Linked DNA regions of Macaca mulatta: region 1 is linked to region 2. A link is a contact called in public Hi-C data. All regions are on one chromosome and are shown on one strand. Each heading gives the region's core, a stretch centred on a gene start, on an enhancer-like site or on the middle of the called end of the contact. The rest is flanking DNA. Distances are from core to core; before and after follow the strand shown.

Evidence for each region. A called contact is a pair of places that touch in the nucleus more often than the background predicts.
Region 1: a contact with region 2 is called in a Hi-C map of fetal cortex germinal zone, with 1.9 times the contacts expected there. The contact joins the promoter of SGCE here to the promoter of PPP1R9A in region 2. A contact is called at or near these places in 2 of 14 Hi-C or Micro-C datasets (fetal cortex germinal zone and fetal cortical plate).

Annotation. Positions count from the first base shown.
Region 1 is chr3:124,723,254-124,727,504 of T2T-MMU8v2.0, reverse strand. SGCE (sarcoglycan epsilon) reads right to left here and starts at 1,516. Exons shown (of 9, transcript XM_077997058.1): 1 at 1,373-1,516. The coding sequence starts at 1,481.
Region 2 is chr3:124,472,182-124,475,999 of T2T-MMU8v2.0, reverse strand. PPP1R9A (protein phosphatase 1 regulatory subunit 9A) reads left to right here and starts at 1,894. Exons shown (of 16, transcript XM_077997042.1): 1 at 1,894-2,379.

The DNA.
Region 1 (4,251 bases), core at 267-2,766, 250 kb before region 2:
ATAGTGGATATTTTATCTCTAATGAAAAGTAAAATCTCAGGAAATGGGCTCCAGTTTTGTTTATTCCTAGAAAGGCTAGCTTTTAAAGTGCGGTGTCTGCAACGTTGTTACGACAATAAGTCAAATTCTTATTGATCCTCCAAGTATAAAATAATCCGTAGCAATGTTACTAAAATGTGCTCAATTTTGCTCTTCAAATATGAAAGCGTTTCATCTGTGTTTCAGAAACCTAACTCAGCTGTAGACAATTTGGTTTTCCCTTTTAACTTAAATTTGTTTTACTAAGATCATCAACAGATTGTCAGTTTCCCAAGCGCCTAACACTGAGGCGCTTAGATGGGAACCCGCGTTAAGGTTTTATTTAGCATCCTTCCTCATCAGTATTTTAGCGTCTTATCAGCCACTGCAATTTTCCCTGACATAAAATATATATGTTGATAGTACAAATGCACGCAAATATTTGTGGCTGAATCTCGGCAACCCGCTGGAAAGGATTAAACGTGCGGTTGCCGTGACTAAACGCATTCATTCACCCTACAAGATTTAGGAAAATGTAACGTTGCAGGGGAAGCAAGATCTCTGTGTAAACCTCGTAATCGCCACCAAAAGTCCGTAGCTGTGAGCCTCCGAAGCCCGCCAAACACAGTGGAAGCATCCACAGCTGTTTTAAATTGGTTTTGGTTTCTGGAAATAGCGCACTTGGTGCGGCAGCATCTCTGGCTTCCAGCCGGTGTTAACCCTGACCTGAACGCCCTGTGTAGTTCCCAGCATTTCACGATTCCGCTTCCCTGCTCCGTAAAACCGAAGAAAACCGAGATTTCCGCCACCGAGAAATGGACTTAGCAAGAGGGGGAAATTCGGTGTTTTAAATGTCAAATTTTTGTGTTCTCTATCACGATCAAGAAAAGGAGAAAAGATGTGTTTGTGTAGCGGGGACGCAGATTGACACCCATTTCCTTTGGCTCGCATCCCGGCCGCAGAGCCCAATCGCGGGGAAACGGCCCCCCCAGAAAAACAGGCAACGACCCCCAGCTCTTTGCTGCAGGGATCGGGAGAGGACTACCCTGGGGCTGGGCGGGGAGGGGGATGTTGGGAACGGGAATTGGAGATGGAATTTCTGCGCCCGCAGAGCAGGGAGGGGCCCGCGGGGGCGCCGAGAGGAAAAAAGGCCAGGGGTCAAGCCTGGGAAGAGAGAAGCTGGGCCGGGAAAGTGGGGTACAGGGCGTACTGAAGGAGGGGTACGGTGGGGTCCGGGACAGAAAGAGAGGCTGGTGCCCAAAGGGCGCGCCCAGGCGCCCGGAACCCGAGCGGGGGATGGGGAGGCGGCGGCCTGTTGGCCCCGGGTCCTCCACGTCGCGCGCAGGCCACTAACCTGTCAGCAAGAATGTGCCAGTGGTCGCGGGGCTCATCCTGCGTGTCCCCCGACCCTGTCCCGTCCAAGCACAGGGGTCTCCCAGCTCCCACCACCGGGGCAATTGCATTCTTGGCCTGGCTAGGCCGTCCGTCCTCGATTCTCCCCTCCCCTCCCTTTCTTCTTCCCTCCCAGCTTGGCCAGTTCAGCATCAGCATCCCGCACCCCCTCGGTAATCCCGTACTCCCTCTAGCGGCGGGCCACTGTAGTGTTGCCACCGCCCCCACCCCCATCCCCCATCCCCCGCACCCCCCTCCACCCCCTAGCCCGCGGAGCACGCTGGGATTTGGCGCCCCCCTCCTCGGTGCAACCTATATAAGGCTCGCAGTCTGCGCTCTTGGTACACGCGCTTCAACTTCGGTTGGTGTGTGTCGAAGAAACCTGACTGCGCCCTGAGGAGAACAGCGGAGAAGGTCCACCAAGCCTGGCGAAAGGTCCACTGAGCGGGCTGTCGTCCGGAGCCACTCCGGGCTGCGGAGCACCCAGTGGAGACCGCGCCTGGCTCAGGTGTGGGACCCCATCCTTCCTGCCTTCGCAGAGGAGTCCTCGCGTGGTGAGTATGCGGTGAGGACGTTTTTTTTTAAAGATCACGTTCATTCCCCGTGCTTATCGGGAGCTGCGGGAGATAGAGTAGCACCCCAGAATGTCTCCACGCAAACCTTGTCACGCCTTCACTGGCTGTACCCCAAAACAAATGGGGAAAACAAGCCTTCAAGGCTTGGGTTTCCAGGACCAAGTCCAGATATGGGCTATAGAGAGAGATGAGCTGCGGACAGTGATGAGCTGCAGACGGTCAGGAGCTACAGATCGATTTGCAATTTGCTCTTCAAATGCGCTACCAAGTGCCATGCTTTACAAACTGATAAGCGCTTCAAATGCGCTACAAAACTGGCGCTTCAGATGCGCTACAAGCACGCTTCACGCGGGCGACAAACTGATGGGCGCTACAACTGGCGCTTCATTGCGCTATGAACTGATGGGCGCTTTATGTGCCACAAACTGATGGATGGGCGCTTCAGTGGCGCTACAATCCCGAACGAGGAGCAGCGATATAGGAGCTGCAGACAGAAAACTGAATTGCGCTTTACACGCGCTGCAAAATCTGAGCTGCAGAAGAGTAGCACTACAAAAACGCTACAAAAACGATGCGATTAGCCAGCCCGAAGACAGCGCTTCATTGCGCTCCGAGGCACATGAACTGCAGAGGTACATGAGCTGCGGAACAATTCACACCTAAAATGCACTACAAAGTGGTAAGAGCTACAGAGGTACAGGAGCTGCAGACTGTGTTTGCGCTACAAATAAAGCAGCCGTAGTGGGACATGAGCTGAGGAGTACAATTCCTCTGTTTTCTTGGAGCAGGACCCCACCCTTTCACCTTTTGGAATGGCTCCCACTCTATTTTTCTGCAGGACGGTTCTCTGCATGATGGTGCTGGTAGACAAAATGGAGCCCTGGGCAAAAATTAGTGTTTAACATTCTGCCCATACCATTCCCGCTATAGCAGTGGAGTGGAGGGGCGCTGATTTGAGTGGAAACGGGAATCTTTTGGTGAGGGCAGAGCAGGCTGCCTGCCTGGTTGTGCTTGATTGAAGTGGCGGTGTAGTTGTGGTGGCGCGAATCAGCGTCCAGCAACAGTTTGTGGAAACTGTGGGTTTGCTGAGTATGGCGGGGGGATTGGATCTGTGGATTGCTCTTGCTGCATGAAATGAATCTGGCTTTGGTGGTTGGTGGGAGGAGTTTGGGAGGGGGGATTCTGGGGGGGGCGTGCAGATCCTCTGCAGCCCTGTAGCAGCCAGTCTCAGGCCTGCCCCGCCCATCCTAGCGTGCCTTCTCTGCGGTACTTAGCGCCTCCTCCCACAGCGCCTCCTCAGAGCGCGCCTCCCCTGCAGCGCGCCTTCCCAGAGCGCGCCTTCTAGATGCGGCGTCCTCAGGCCCCTCCTCCCAGCTCCTTAGCGTCTGCCTGCCGAGGCTCCACCTCTCCCTGGCCACCTCATTCTGAGGTGAGCTGCTCAGGCCCCGCCTCTTCCAGGCCCGCCTTTTCTGAGGTGAGCAGCCCAGGCCCCGCCTCCCCAGCCCACCTCCTCTGAGGTGAACTGCCCAGGCCCCGCCTCTCCCGGGCCCGCCTCCTCTGAGGTGAACTGCCCAGGCCCCGCCTCTCCCCGCCCACCTCCTCTGAGGTGAACTGCCCAGGCCCCGCCTCTCCTGGGCCCGCCTCCTCTGAGGTGAACTGCCCAGGCCCCGCCTCTCCGGGGCACGCCTCCTTTGAGATAAACTGCCCAGGCCCCGCCTCCCCTGGGCCCGCCTCCTCTGAGGTGAGCTCACCCAGATCCCGCCTCCCCCAGGCCCGCCTTCTCTGAGGTGGCCTGCTCAGGCCCCCCCCTCTCCAAGGCTTGGCCCCTCCCTAAGCCTGCCTCTGCCGGACTGGCCTATAGCTCCGCCTCCCTCAGAGCCAGCTAGCGCACATGCGCAGTGTGAGCCCTCAGCCCCTCCCTTCAGGCCCCTGTCCTCTGCGCTTGCGCACCTTCCCAGCCTGAGCCTGGCTGTACAGCCCCGCCCCCCTGCGGTTTCTCTGCTGTGTCGGTTTTGCTCTTTGGCTACTAGTGTCTACTAGAATAATAAAACAATTAATAATTATAACTGGAATTTATGAGCACTTTTAATATGTGCTTTGCATATATTCAATGACACAATCCCACAATTTAAACTCCTGATAATGGCTTACGAAGGGACCTTGTAAACTGGCATGGCTGGTGCCTCTAACGGCAGTTTAGCCAAATGTATTTACTGCAGATGAAAACCAAAACTTAACAACTTCTTTTTAAAAACTTTAAAAATAT
Region 2 (3,818 bases), core at 645-3,144:
TTTTTCAATTGTATTTAATTTTAATTAATTTAAAGTTAAATAGCCGCATGTATTGGATTAGCACAGGTCTAACAGACTCTTCGAACATTCAAGTAAATGTTGGAAATGGAAGGTCCATTATAGGAAATCTAGGAATCTTAAATTCTCACCATTGGGTTTAAAACTCTGTCATTCCTTCAGTATAAATTTTTCCAAAAGTTTCATATTTTCAAAAGATAAAACTTAAACCAACCAAATCCTTTAGGGTGCTTTTCTGTATGAATCATCTTTTTGCAAAGAGGTGTAAGACTGATTTTATTGCCAACTCTGCCCCCTCTTCTACAGCCAGAACTCAGTGATTAGATTCTGCATTTATTTAGGTTATTCGCCTAAAAAACCTGGTTTCCATACTGCAAATAAATGACAGGAACTTTTCCACTAGATTATCCCAGACAGCACAAATGTTCTTTCCAAAAGTGGAGCCTGGAACCACAGCCCCCTCACATTGCCTGTTACATCTGTTTATGCTTATAGAAGTGACATCTACTTCATAGACAGAGAATGCCAATTTCTTGGGAAAGGACCCAGAATTTGGTGATGCTTAAAGGAAAAAAAAAAAAAGCCCTTACTGCTTAAAATTAAAAAAATACATAGAAAAATACATAGAATTGAGTAGTTACAAAATCCTTTTGAAATGAAAAGATTTTGCTCCCAGAATATATAGAATCTGTGTACAGACTTGCTGGGTTCATATTCAGCCATAATCATTCACTATTAATAGCCAATAAAGAAGTGGGTAAGTTACAAAACCTAAACCTTAGTTTTTCCATCAGTGAAATGGGGCTAAAAATCGTTATGTTGGGAAAACTTGTGAAAGACTTTGAAATGAGCAAAAGATTACTGTTTGTCCTTTCAATGGAATGTTGGATGTTATCTACAGGACTCCGGAGTGTTGTGAAATTTAGAGTCCTCTGCACCTTTCTTAGACTGACTTTCACTAGGCTATTTTACTACTCAGTAAGCTGTAGATACGTTTGGTAATGTAAATGAGTTTTATCTACAGAATGCAAATTTGTTACTTTACAGATACAACTGGTTACCGCCCTGTAAAACAGATAATAATACACATTACATTTCAGTGCTCTATAGAATATTAAGCGGCTTTGCCTCTTCTTGTCTCTATACCTATTCTTCACAGTCTCACATGAGTGGGTTGCGGTATCTTGCTGGGGTTCCCTTTCTAATTAAAAGAGTTATAAAATTTTGACCCATGTTCATTTTGTATTTCTACCATTGTCATGTTTTTACCTTCTTGAAAAATTATTCTTTAAGAGTTCCTGCTACCTAGGCTTTTTGGAAGGATTGGTTTAAAGATCTGTATTGACAGTCATGATCAGTTTTATATTTTGCAGGAAGGTGGTAACACTTCCGGTACTTGGGGGTGTAAGAGGGAGTACTGAGCGTTTAGAAAAGGGCGGAGGGGTGGGGTGAGCTGAAAAACTCTCCCTAGACAGGAAAGGTAGAAGACCTCCTCATCCCTTTCTCTTTGGCAGTGGGACTTTAAGGTCAAGGTAAGTAGTAGGCCAGGCGCAGTGGCTTAGGTGAAGGCCACACCAGACTTGGGCCTACGTCTTGGCCTTCCAGGCCAGCAGAGTGGCCTGGGATTTGGATGCCTTGGGGTCACGGAGTTAACTGCAGACTCAGACTAAGTGGGGCTCCAGCAGCGGTCAGCCCCAGAACCAAGTTCCGGAGCCAACACCCGAACAGGAAGGGGCCTTGCCCCAGGCCAGAGAGGCCCCTCGCCCACGGCCGAGGGGGTGGGGCGGCCTCGCCTCGGGCCGGTGCTTTTCGCCCTTCCTTGGCCGCCAGAGGCTCCCTCTCTCTCCCTCTCCCGGGATTTTGCTGCCGGGCTCCCTCTCTCTGCGGCCCTAGAGTTAATCCCATCAGCCGAGGTGAGGCACCTGTTACCCCCTGGTCTTCCTCACCCCCGCGGCCTCGCCTCCATTACACCGCGGCCTCCCCGGCTGCCCAAACGGCCCGGCTTGGCGACCGCACGTGGGCCAAACCCCTTCTTCTGCCGGCACCCCTGGCCCCAGGCCGGTCCGAGCATGCGGGCGCGTAGCTGCCCGGGCCGCCGCCCGCCCGCAATGGCGTTGGGGAGCGCAGCGCGCCTCCCGGGGCCGCCCGCCGCGGGCAGGGAGCGCGTGGGGGCCGAGGCGCGAGTGGAAGCGGCCGCCGCAGCCGCCCAGCGCGCTGCGCCGTGAAGAGCGGGTTGCGGTGTACACAGCGGGCCGGCGCCGTGCCGTGCCGCCGCGGCCACCGTGGGGCGGGGGGCGCCTGCGAGGAGAGGGTGGGAGCCGTGGCGGCCCGACCCTCCCCGCCCGCGGCGCTCCCGCTCGGGTAAGGGGGAGGCTGAGCGCGGGGCGAGGAGTTGGGGAGGGTGGAGAGGAGGAAAAAATCGGCTTGTACAAAGGCTGAGTTGCAGGCTGGGGGTGGGGGTGGGTTGTGGTGGAGGAGCAATAGGTTGAAGATCGGAGGCATTATCAGTGGGATCTATTGTTTCCTGGCACATTGGGAGGAAAAACAAAGGGATTTATTTTCATTACCCTGTAATTTTTTTTTCTTTTCTATTTTTTTAAATGTGGCCAGGGAGCTCGTCTCTCTCCGTGTCACACTGGGATCCGCCTGGCAGCCGCCGGGAGCCGCAGCCAATGTGTTAGGACTTCAGGTGCTTCTTGGCACAAAGCTAGACTGCGACCTCCTACCATAGCGCTTGGCGTCACCTGCTCTCCCGGTCCTGCCCCAGGGCCGAGGGATTGCGTCCCGAACCGGGCTTGGGAATCGGCTGCCTCTCAAGTTGGTGTTATTTATGTTTGTCTTTTGTGAGGGCAGGTTTTGAATCCCCCGGCGGCCCCATCTCCCCCGCCCCCGCCTCCTCGGGTTGGAATTGGCGGGGGAGGGAATGGGGTGTGTGTGTAGGGGAGAGGGGAGGGTGTTTGTGGCTTTAAAAAGAATGGTCAGGGTAAAAGGAGATTGTCGATGCTTTACAAAAAAAGGAAAAACAGGCACCGCACTCCAAAGCCTTTCTTGTTTGTCTGCATGGGCCATGCATGCGTGCTGGGCCATGAGCCGAGTTTGGAGACGTTTTAAGTGAAAGTGTGTGCCTCCTCAGCTGTTTGTACGTGAGGGTGATGTGGCTCGGTCTAACATCAAAACAAAACAAAAATAAAATGAGAAATCTTTAGAACTGCCTGCATTGTCTGCTCTTCAGCATATCTTGAAGTATTTGATTGCTGGCTTATTGATATAAAATCCTGCTGTGGGCTTAAGGAGACCAGCAAGCGTGCATTGCGTAGCGTTTTGAACTGTAGTAAGTTAGAGGCAAGAAAGAATAAACAAATCAGGGCTGTGAAAAGGGGTGTCACAGTATATTTGCTTTCTGATTGTCACATTCTTACGCATTTATTCCCATGGTAGTCTGCATCCCACTCCATAATTAATAATAACCACTGTTAGGAAACTTCCAAATACTTGTTATAACTGAATTTAATGAAACTTATTGCCATTCAGGAACTTTTTTTCCTCCTTGTTTTGGTCTGAAATTGCATTAGTATTGCTTTGGGGATGCTGTAGATGAGAATATTGGACCAGAAAAAGTAAAATATGCCTCTGTAGGCATGTTTTGGAGTTTGTAAACATAGATTCCAAACTTAATTGTACCTAAAAAGAGTAAGTTCCAACTAATTGTGGAGAATCCTGAATGAAGTTGATTTTCTGGACAGTTTGTTGATTTCTTAAAGATCGATGAACTGCTGGTTTCTTTTTAAAGGGCATTCACA